Linked DNA regions of Mus musculus: all the other regions are linked to region 3. A link is a contact called in public HiChIP or PLAC-seq and promoter capture Hi-C data. All regions are on one chromosome and are shown on one strand. The core of a region is the stretch at or near the end of the contact, and the rest is flanking DNA. Distances in the headings are between cores, read along the strand shown. Region 1 holds the start of A430018G15Rik (RIKEN cDNA A430018G15 gene). Region 2 holds the start of Nmi (N-myc (and STAT) interactor). Region 3 holds the start of Epc2 (enhancer of polycomb homolog 2). Region 4 holds the start of Rbm43 (RNA binding motif protein 43).

Evidence for each region. HiChIP or PLAC-seq counts read pairs in DNA pulled down with a chosen protein or histone mark. Capture Hi-C pulls out chosen DNA fragments and counts their contacts.
Region 1: a contact with region 3 is called in a promoter capture Hi-C map of liver, with 4 times the contacts expected there. The contact joins the promoter of A430018G15Rik here to the promoter of Epc2 in region 3. A contact is called at or near these places in 2 of 39 promoter capture datasets (frontonasal cranial neural crest and pre-B cells), 1 of 484 Hi-C or Micro-C datasets (CD4 T cells), 1 of 115 datasets of contacts at active chromatin or transcription factors (astrocytes) and 1 of 9 other capture datasets (liver).
Region 2: a promoter capture Hi-C map of adipose tissue shows a contact between it and region 3, with 3 times the contacts expected there. The contact joins the promoter of Nmi here to the promoter of Epc2 in region 3. A contact is called at or near these places in 3 of 39 promoter capture datasets (liver and pre-B cells), 1 of 484 Hi-C or Micro-C datasets (B cells), 2 of 115 datasets of contacts at active chromatin or transcription factors (astrocytes and large pre-B cells) and 1 of 9 other capture datasets (adipose tissue).
Region 4: a contact with region 3 is called in an H3K27ac HiChIP or PLAC-seq map of thymic regulatory T cells, with 13 times the contacts expected there. The contact joins the promoter of Rbm43 here to the promoter of Epc2 in region 3. A contact is called at or near these places in 2 of 39 promoter capture datasets (hippocampal neurons and pre-B cells) and 4 of 115 datasets of contacts at active chromatin or transcription factors (astrocytes, large pre-B cells, pro-B cells and 1 more).

Annotation. Positions count from the first base shown.
Region 1 is chr2:52,423,668-52,426,367 of GRCm38.p6, forward strand. It overlaps A430018G15Rik (RIKEN cDNA A430018G15 gene), which reads left to right and starts at 1,345. Exons shown (of 3, transcript NR_165461.1): 1 at 1,345-1,488. It overlaps Arl5a (ADP-ribosylation factor-like 5A), which reads right to left and starts at 1,207. Exons shown (of 6, transcript NM_182994.2): 1 at 923-1,207. The coding sequence starts at 968.
Region 2 is chr2:51,971,907-51,974,606 of GRCm38.p6, forward strand. Nmi (N-myc (and STAT) interactor) reads right to left here and starts at 1,302. Exons shown (of 9, transcript NM_001141949.1): 1 at 1,003-1,302; 2 at 682-721.
Region 3 is chr2:49,450,044-49,452,743 of GRCm38.p6, forward strand. Epc2 (enhancer of polycomb homolog 2) reads left to right here and starts at 1,443. Exons shown (of 14, transcript NM_172663.4): 1 at 1,443-1,915. The coding sequence starts at 1,763.
Region 4 is chr2:51,933,818-51,936,517 of GRCm38.p6, forward strand. Rbm43 (RNA binding motif protein 43) reads right to left here and starts at 1,346. Exons shown (of 5, transcript NM_001141981.2): 1 at 1,015-1,346.

The sequences.
Region 1 (2,700 bases), core at 95-2,594, 3.0 Mb after region 3:
ATCCCAGAGGAGGAGCAAGCCCGGCAACTGCTCCTTCTAAATAGTAGGCGCCACCGTTCATTAAGTTTTAACTGGAAAAAGTGGGGGTGCGACAACGCTACCAGCTTATACAAGAGAAAAACTGTACGTGCTTGACAGATGGAATGAACTGCAAGTAGAGCTTTTTTTAAAAAAAAGCACTATATTTCATTTCAGTAACTATGTAGTTCTGTTAGGACCATATTCTCTCCAGTATCACACACCCATTTTGTAATTTTTTTTTTTAATAAATCCCCTATGCCTTTCCGTGGCAAATGTCTGCATTTAGGCGAACTTAACACAGTAACCTGCTAGTTACCTAATGCTAATGAAGCCTGCCTCCCGAGGCAGGCTTTTAAAAGCTTTCAGCGAAACACTTTAACAAGGGCCAAAAACAAAACAAAACAAAACAAAACCCAAAACCTTCTAATAACCTAAGAAAGAAAACGACCTTAGGCTTGACCTTTACCACTGAGACAAACGGCGCAAAGGAGAGACACTCCATCACTATTCCGCAGCGAGGGTCTCCCCGCCCATCCCCCCCACCCCCACCCCCACCCCCACCCCCCAAAGCGAACCAGACGGATCCAGCACTAGTTCCAGTTTTCCGCATTCTGCAAGCCGTGGGCTCGGTGGCGCCGCTAGGGTCAGGGCCCTCGGTCCTCACTCTAGAACCCCAGCTGTTGCCCGTGCGGCCCAAACACAATTGCGGGCAGGCGACGGGGATGGAAGCAGGCCAGGCAGCGCGCTGGGCCCTCGGCGTGGGGCAGGGCACCTTTTGCGCTCGCGATCAAATCGGAGAAATGGGTGTATGGCGGGAGGAACCTCTCCCCAGCTCCCCGGAGACAAAGGCGACCCTCCTGCCCGACAAGGGCCGGGACCTCCCCGCCCGGCCCAGCCTCACCCTGGTGATTGAACAGCCTCCAGATCCGGGTAAAGAGAATTCCCATCCTCGGGCAGCGGAGCCCTCCAGCCTCCCGGGCTCAGGCTGCGGGGCAGAAGGACGCGCCGGGGCCTCCGCCTCTGCTCCCGCGCCGGCCGCGCGCCCGCTTCCAGGGACCCGCGGGGAGGCCGCAGCCCAGGCCGCCCAGCCACGCGCGAGGCCCCGCCGCTACCGCCGCGGCGCTCGCCTGGCTCGCGGACATCGCCGCCGCGTTGTCTGCTCGAACCTCGCGGGCCACCGTCCTCCCCCAGCTCCTCTCCGGCGGTGGCTCGGGCAGGGGCGGGGCGGAGCGAGGGGACTGCGCAGGCGCCGTGCCCGGAGGCGGAGCGAGGGAGCTGGAGGCGGGGCAAGGGGGCTGGAGGCGGGGCGAGGGGCTGGGAGGCCTCTGCGGCGCGGAGGGTCAGTGGAAGGAAGGCTGCGGCGCTTTAGGCGCGCCAATGTCGGGGATTTGAGGTTGTTTCTAAGTCACAATGCAAATATGTAACCATACTCAACTCCAAAAGTGCCAGGTTTGGACCCCGACGATGGTAAGCTTTAAGTCTCTTTAGAGCCTATTTTCCCTGACAAGCAGCAGAAATCATTGGCCTATTTTTTTTTTTTTTTTTTTTTTTTTTGTCGCTGCGGTTTTTCGTACTTCTACCTTTGCTTCTCAGCGCTCTTCCCTCTCCAATCTCCCTCTGCTCTCAGGCCACTCTTGGCTAGAACACTTTTCCTTAAGTATCTCCCCGGTTTAAAAATCTTAAGGCACAAAAGCCGTCTGAGCTGAGTCCAAAAAGACTGTAGACAAGAAACTCACTGGTCTTCACGATATGATCGTCTTTTTCTCTCATTCAGGAGTCACCATCATGTTAAATAGATGGCCAAATGCTGTCTGTGCTCTTCATTCTGCTGCTTGCCTAAAGTTTAAACAGTTGTGCCTCCTGGTATGCGAGTGTCCAGCTCTGCGCCCCTGCGCACCCCCACCCCCACTCCCCGCAGGATAAGTGGCTGAAAAGTAAAATATAAGTAATCGCTGGCGAACTTGATCCGAACGAAGAGTTCTTGCCTGTGTTTTGTTTTTGTTTACTTTAGTTCCCTTTAGCTAAACAGGTAGACTCTAGATCTCCATATTCCTGATGTAGGAACAGGGTCGATTCCTGAGGTTAACTGACGACTGTGATAGTTTTGACTCAAAGAGAAACTGGGGTTGTCTACTTCTTCCACACACATAAACAAACAAAAAGAGTAGAATCAGCATCATCTCTTTCTATCCTCTTTAAGTTTGTAAAAGGGAGGGAAAAAAAAAAGGCAGAGACGGAAAAATGTGGGAGACTTGTGAAAGGCCCTTTCGAGCTGTTCCCGACCTTATCCTCAACAGCCACATGAAATGAAGCACTATACTCTGCCTGACTCCTAACCATATACTACCGTATAGCTCAATGTATGGGAAAGAGTTCTTCATCTTCTTTGGGGGCTTGCGTTCAAATGCCAGTCTTAGAGGAGGCATACATAAAGGAGAATTAGATCTGGATATACTTAATAGCCAGTGGGCTGTTTAGAAGATCAATGTTCGCATAACCAACTTACATGAGCTCTTTAGTGATTCCATTCCCATCCAGTTTAGGCAGGGCTTTAGCGGCTCTGAGTCATTTTACAAATTCCCACATGTCTTTGGCAACTTATTAATGTATGCCAGACCTACATTTACCCATGAAGTTAGAGATCTGTGTTTTAGAACTCTATTAAGGAAATGGTCTCTT
Region 2 (2,700 bases), core at 52-2,551, 2.5 Mb after region 3:
ACAGAGTACTCATATACATTAAATTAAAAGAAAGGAAGGAAGGAAGAAATTATAATGTATCCATGTTGTATAGACCAGAAACAAGTCAAAAGATGGATACAATGTTAACAATTAAAAGATCCTAATTGAATTTCTTTTACAATCAGGGCACACTTGATTGAATAAATCGAGTAAGTGGTCTGTCTGAGTGTAGTGGCACAGGTCTGTAACAGGAGGATCAAGAGTTCAAAGCCAGCACAATGTAAATAGAAAGCAGTTGCCTCAAATGTTTTCACTGCTATGCAGAAGTTTGCTTTATAGGCAGAGAAGAAAGCTGAAAATGCAGAAACTGAACTGATTGGTTCACAGTTAAGTTCTCTGCAAGTCAGGGCCGGGGAGACCGGAACAGAATAACTGATTGGTGAATGTTCAAGAGCTTTTTGTGGGGAGTAAAGGAGAGGTGATTTCATTCTCTGGCCCAGTGGAACCTGCTGCTTTCCCTCTCTCCTGGCTGGACAGGACACAGGAAGTTTCCTTCGGGGCACACAAGGTAGCTCGGGTGCCTTTGGAGCAGGAGTCCTCTTAACCCAAACCAGTGCCCGCTAGAACTTACATTGAATATTCTCCTTTCAACATCTCCTTCCAAAAACAACAACAACAACAACAACAACAACAACAACAACAACAACAACAACAACTTACATATTCTGAAAAAGTGAGGCAGGACTACAGAACTCAGCACCTGCCAAAGAAATACAAATAATAGTCTTCCTGAGAAATCCATTTTTCTAAGAACCTTCTGGAGCCAGTCCCAATGACTGTAAGTTTCCTTTTCCCAGGAAGGGAAGCAACCCATGGCCGGAGCGCCTGGAGCGGGCGAGTCTCCAGGCAGCGCACTGGGGACCCAGACCCCGAGTCGCGGCGCTGGAAGCCGCCGCCCACCGCGCGCCGGGTGGAGCATCCCTGAGCGCGGGTGGTGGGACCGCAGGGACGCGGCGGACCGAGGATGGATCAAGCACTCACCCGCTCGCTGCGCAGCTCCCGGAAGCCGGTGCCTTAGAACTGAACTCTACCTCGAAAACACTAACCTGGCTTCAGCGACGAGCAGCGCTCAGTCCCAGGCCTTACTTTCACTTTCGGTTATTAGAAACAGGATGCTTCTGCTCCATGCCCTGAGGACTTCGTCCAGGGCGCCATTGCTGCTGTCTCTTATTATTGGCAGTAACTCCGAGACCTGCTTAGAAAAGCTTATTTATGTGCATTATGCGGAACACGCTGTTGAAAAGCTGGATGGAAACCAGAGCTCTCTATGCAAATCCTCTCTCTGTAACTTTTTAGACGGTTATAAAGTTTGACACAAGCACAAGATAAACCAGGAAGCTGAGAAAGCTGCTTCCTGGGTTGGATTTTATGACCCTTGAAAGTTTTCTTCTAAGCTTTGTTTTTGTTGTGAAGATTTTGTAAACAAACACATCGCTAGATGTGAACTTTTCCTTTGCTAGAAAAATAGCTGGCTTCCGTCAAGAACGGCAGTGTTCCCTAATCCTACATCAAGAACTGGTTACTCCACAGCTAGGCAGCACATGAGCACAGAGCTGTGGAAGACAGCAAAGAGCTATCAGGGCCTCCCTTCTACATGGTGGCGCTCTATATCTGTGCATACTAACTAACGGCTCGGAATAAAATGATGCACTTGGCAGAAGCAAAATTCTTTCCATCAAGAACAGTGATGGAGCCGGGCAGTGGTGGCGCACGCCTTTAATCTCAGCACTTGGGAGGCAGAGTCAGGTGAATTTCTGAGTTCGAGGCCAGCCTGGTCTTAAGAGTGAGTTCCAGGACAGCCAGGGCTATGCAGAGAAACCCTGTCTTAAAAAAAAAAAAAAAAAAAAGTGATGGGGCCCCTAGTTGGTAGCAGGATCTCTGTGAGTTGAAGGTTGAAGGCCAGAGTTCCAGAACAGCTAAGGCTACACAGAGAGACCTTGTCTGGGTAGGATGTGGACACGGGGAGGGGGGTGGGGGTGGTGAAGGCAGTGATAGGACCTACTTTTCAGTGACACCAGAGCCACATAGTAAGACCCTGTCTTTTAAAACAGGTTAAGGGTTTCTTTTGAGTTGTCAGCCCAATTAGAAAGAACAAACACTCAGTGAGTGGTGCACTGGATAAGGAATGGGGCTATCCGGACGTAATACACAGGGGTGGGTTTCCCCTTCGGAAAGGAGATGGGGAAGGGCTGAGAAGATGTGAGAGGGTGGGACTGGGAGGAGAGGAAGAGTTGATGTTGGGATATAAAGTGAATAAACAAATTACTTATTTTAAAAAAGAAACAAGTGGGGGCCTAGCAAACACAGAAGTGGATGCTCACAGTCAGCTATTGAATGGATCACAGGGCCCCCAATGGAGGAACTAGAGAAAGCACCCAAGGAACTAAAGGGAACTACAACCCTATAGGTGGAACAACAATATGAACTAAGCAGTACCCCGGAGCTCTTGTCTCTAGCTGCATATGTATCAAAGGATGGCCTAGTCGGCCATCACTGGAAAGAGAGGCCCATTGGACTTGCAAACTTTATATGCCCCAGTACAGGGGAACGCCAGGGCCAGGAGGGGGGAGTGGGTGGGTAGGGGAGTGGGGGGGGGTGGGTATGGGGGACTTTTGGGATAGCATTGGAAATGTAAATGAGGAAAATACCTAATTAAAAAAATTTTTAAAAAAAGAAAGA
Region 3 (2,700 bases), core at 193-2,692:
AGTGGACATAAAACAAAGCCACTGAATAACATCCCAAAGTGTCCCCGGACAGACTGGTTAGATTATTTTGTGTTACCAGGAAGTCAATATTCACCATTCAGCTTTCAAAGGAAAAGCTGGAGACAAGGGGGAGGGGGGGAGAGGGAGGGAAAAAAAAGCAGGGAGAGAAGAAAATAGAGAAAAATAATGGGTGGCAATGAAGAGAGATAGATGGTTTTGCTATATTAAGACATGACAAAGAAACCCGTTTTTATTGTTGGACTTTAGCAAACCATCTACCCTTTTATGAGCTAGGTAGGGTATTTTTCAATGATTAGAAAATGGTAAAACTGTTGCACAGTGAGGCAATTTGCTTAGAAACATGTACTGCTTAAAGACTAAGAAACTGCAACAAAGGTTTGTATCAATAGTGACTAGTATTTAATTGAGTCAATTTGATTCCTTTTTGCAGAGCTTTTGCAAACCACTTCTGGCCAAAACTATGTCTAATTTCTTTGACCTGTCACAGCAACTGACTATAGATGTCATGTGGTAATTAACTTTCCATCACTCTTTTGTGTGGTCTGTATCATTTTCTTCAAGAATTTACTTTTTTTTTTTTTTTTTTTTTGGCCCATCATCTTTGCAGCTGCCCTTTCAAGTAGTTACGACTCTTGTTACTAATTATCCAGCAGTTTAGTTGTAACACAGTAACACGCAAACTAATTGGAGTCCGGAACTTTATTAAACTCTTTTTGAGTCGTCACTGTAACCAGTGTTTTCACATACTTTGGTTAGAGATTTCAAGAAATGCCAACCATCAAACTAAGAAAGTTTGGATGACAGGTGCAAGTCCGCTTGTTGCCGCGTCCAGCAACTATTTCAAGTAGCAGTCTCCAACTACTGACCCTCCTGTCTACCCGAGCATCCTCTCGGCGGTGCCTAACTCTGGAGAGCTCCTCTGGACAGGGACTGCCCAAGTTCTCAGGGCGCGAGACGCAGCAGGGCTGTGCCTCTCGGCGTGGGCAGACGCAGCGGACTTGTCGGACCTCCCCGGGGATGCGCAAACCCGAGGCGCGAAACCAGCCAGCAGGCGCCGGGGCGAGCAGAGCTGTCCAAGTGCAGACTCGAGGGGCGGCCGGTGGCCCGGGGGCGGAGGCCTCCTGTCCCCCCGAGGCGAGCGGTCCTAGGCACTGAGCCTTCCCGAGGGAGCCCCGCGCGGAGCGAGTCGGCGGCGGAGGCACCGAGGCGCCCGCTCCGGAGCCGGGGACCGAGCGCACCTGGCACCTGCCGCCCCGCCTGCGTGCCGAGCGTCCCGCCGAGGAGGGCCACCGGGACTCGGCTCGCTCTCGCCGGCTGGGCTGGCCGCGCCTCGCCGCGGAGAGAGTGGGTGGGCAGGCAGGGGAGGGAAAGGAAGGAGGGAGGGAGGGAGGGAGGGAGAGGGCGACGCGCGTCCCCGAGGCGGGGGCGCGCTCTCGCGCGGGCTGCCGGGATCGCTCGCCGCCGCTGTGGTAATGTCCGCCATGTTGGCCATGGCGCAGGGAGCGGATCGGGCGGGCGAGCGGCGGATCTAGAGTGTGGAAGCGGCCGCGGGCGGCGGGGGGCTGTTCTGGGGCGGGGTGGGCGCCCATGCTGGGGCCGGGGGCACTGCGGAGGAGGAGGAGGAGCGGGCCGGCCGCGCTGCACTGAGGAAGGAGGTGGAGGAGGCGGCGGGAGTGCTCCCCCCCCCTCCCCGCCCGCCCCGCCGCCGCCGCCCGGGCTGTTCCTGTAAGGCGGGGAGACAATGAGTAAACTCTCCTTCCGAGCGCGGGCGCTGGACGCCGCCAAACCGCTGCCCATCTACCGCGGCAAGGACATGCCTGATCTCAACGACTGCGTCTCCATCAACCGGGCCGTGCCCCAGATGCCCACCGGGATGGAGAAGGAGGAGGAATCGGTAGGGACTCGAGTGTTTATTACCCCCCCCTTCCCTCCTCCCCCCTCCCCTTTGTCAGCCGGGCCTCGCCATTCACAGAGCGCTTCTACGCTCGCTGGAGGGCGCCGCTGCCGCTGCGCGCTCCGGACCCTACGCCGGCGGAGTAGCGTAAACCCGTCGGCCGGCGCAGCGCCCGCCCGCGGCCGCCATGTTGTTGCGTCCCAGTGTTGTGATTAGCTCTCGGCGCCGCTTACGCTGCCGTAAGGGGGCCCTGCCGTAAGCAGCGGCCGGGAATGGCGCAGGGATGCGCCGGCCCGCACTTGGCGTACAGCCTCTGTTTACCTCGTAGACATCTCGCCGGGAGCGGGGTTAATGGGTCGAGAAAGGGTCCTTGGGCTAAGGCGCTATTTTCGTTGCGTTTTAAAATTTGTGCGTGCACGAAATTGCCTTTGAAACAAACGATCTCGGGAAAGTAGAGCTCTTTCAAAACATGCATCTTCCTGCTAGTGGGGTGATGGGTGATGGTTTGCGCTGCCCGCTAGAGGTGCCGCGGGAGTAGGCGATGCATCCCTGCGGCCGGGCAGCGACCCCCGGTCCGGACTCTGCGTTAGCGAGTCCTCTGATCTGCACGCCGGCTTCGCCTGCCGGGCTGGCCCCTCCTCGGTTGTGCGGAATTAGGACGGAGCCCGAATGCTTGAAACTGGCCTCCAGGCCCGCGCTTCCCGTGCAGCGAGCGTCCGGGGAAGTTGCATGCGGGATGGCTGTTTACAACTTGAGGGCTCAGAGCGTCCGCATTGACAGTTGCG
Region 4 (2,700 bases), core at 96-2,595, 2.5 Mb after region 3:
GTTCCCTGACAGCCCACGCCAGCCTCCTTGGTAAGTGGCTCATGAACTACAGACCTTCCAGCCATTCATCAATATCAAAGACAAATATCCATTTAAGCTCAGGAGAGCTCCACACCTCATCAGCACTAATGCGTTTCTTAATTCAAGTGTCTACGCACACGTTATCTTTAGAATCACCTTGTTCTGCAAGACCTCACTTCATTCCGTGGTCTCGTCAACGTCCTGCACATCCTTTCTTCACTAACTCACTTAAGTCTGAGGACATGTGGCTACATGCCTTCTCCTGAGACCCGTTATAAGCAGAGAATGACCTGTCTTCCTCTGTGCACAGTGAAGAAGAAAAACAATCCACTCAAAGACTATGAAATACGGGAATTTCAGCAGAGGTGTGGTGCCATTTTACAGTTTCCATGCTCTGCTTTAAGAAGCTCTGGCCTTGATGTCAGAAAGGAAGGAAGGAAGGAGAAAAAGAGGGAGAGAGAGGGAGACAGACAGACAGACTGACAGTGGTGTAAAGTAACACTTTCTTCTTAAGTGTGGCACTAAGAAGAAATATTTCATTTGCTGTTTTGTTTTCTATTTGTTTTCTCAATAGTTTATTTTCATGCACTATACCTTGACTCTCACCAAGTAAAACACACACACACACACACACACACACACACACACACACACACACACACACACACACACACAAAATCAGGTAAAATATATATAGAAACTCACGCACTCACTGTAACAGCTCCAAAACACAGTCATCTAGGCAAAACCCCGGGTCCCTGGTCAAAGGCCTAGCTCTGACGGAGAGAGGGACAGCAAGCCAGTGCCTTCAGCTCAGACACTTCTTACTGGCTCCTTCCAGTAGTTAGCCTCCATTTCTGGGTCACTGTCCTCGCCCCCACTCCTAACCGCAGTCCCGCCCAAACCACCTTCCGGACAAAACCCGTGAGTCCCTGCCTATTGAGCAGGGGCGGGTGAGAAAAGAGGCCGTATCCCCACGCGTGGGAGCCAGACCTGCTGCGCCCGTGACGGCCACTTCGGGGCGCGCGACCGCGCAGGACACGTGCTCCGGGACCCTCGGCGCGCCTTCCTGCACTGCAACCCGGGGAAAAGCGACTTGCCAGGCCTCGGAGATGTTCGAGCAGCGGGAGCGCTAAACTGGAGGTGAACGGGTTCCGCTTTCGCTTTCCAGTTCCGTTTCCTTGGAGACTCAGTTTGGAAGGGCGGAGCCCGGCTGGGTCGGTCCCTTGGCGCCTTTGAGGTACCTGTGCAAGATGCCCCAGGGGCATCTGGGCTTCTCTCCAAACTCATTCCTAGGCTTTGCCCCGTCTCTCCAGCGCATTCTCAAACCCGATCCCCGACACTTCCTTCCCGCCAGCAGGGTCCGCCCAGGCTCATCACCGGTGGAACGCAGAGCACATGAAGAAGGTACCCTGCTGCCCACAAAACTCAATCACTTGGCCGAATGGCCCTGGAGCCTGGGACACAAGAAATCTAGCCCAGTAAAATCAAAGAAATATAAAGGCAAAAGCAGAGCACGAACTCCCTTGTAAAGAAATAGAAACTGAAATTGGGAGATACCAATTTTCAACCGGTGTGCTCAAATTAGCAGATCCCACAAACCAGTTTAGATGCAAACATTTCTAAAGATTTGGACATCTCTCAGGGACTCAGAATACAGCTCCCCACATAAGCACTTTAGCTTGCCCTATTCCTGAAGCCAAGTCCCTCTGACCCCTTCCTGACTCTCTCCTGCATTTTTGTTGACCCTAAGCCAGTCACAGAAAACAGGATTCTTCTTCCCCAACGTTGGGTCATATAAAATAGACACCTCTCGTCCCAAACAAGCTATGAAACATACTCCCCTCTCTCTGAGGGAAGTCCCATTCCCGCATTAAGGAATGCTGCACAGAGCAAAGATGAATCCAGACAGGCTGGGATGGCTAATCTTGACTGTCAACTTGATTAATTTGGGAAGAGGACCTTCAACTGAGAAACTACCTCTGTACTGTAGGCATGTCTGTGGCATTTTCTGTCCTTTTTTCATTTTTTGGTTTTTCGAGATAGGATTTCTCTGTGTAACTCTGGCTGTCCTGGAACTTGCTCTGTATACCAGGTTAGCCTCGAACACAGGGATATCTGCCTGCCTTGGCTAGAATTAAAGGGGTGTACTGCCGCTATTGGAGTGTGGCATTTTCTTGATTGCTAATTTATGCAGAAGAGGTGAGCCTCCTGTGGGCGGTACCATCCTTAGGCAGGTGAAAGTGAGCAGACAGGAAGTGGTCAGCAGCAGTTCCGCCAGGCTCCTGCTTCAGGTTCCTGGCTTGCGCTGCTGTAACCTATAAACCAAAATAGACCTTGACCTTCCCAGGGTGCTTTGGGTCATGGAGTTTATCCAGCAATAGAGAGCAAACCAGAACAAGAAAGCGAACTTCTGTCCAGTCACAGTTCCCAAAGCTGTCCAATCTTTATCTACCTTGAGCATAAAAACTGTATTTTTCGGGCCTCTGGCTGTTTCTCTCGGATGACCTCTGTGTCACATTCAATGGTGATAAGCTATTAATAAAATTAGTATGCTGTTCTGATGCTCTTCTTCTTTTCAGTAGGATTGGTAGCCGTGACCTTTACCGTGACTAAGGTAAAGGTCTTCCTGTTCTAGCATTATCAAAATACAAAGACATGCAAGCGTGTAAATGTGCA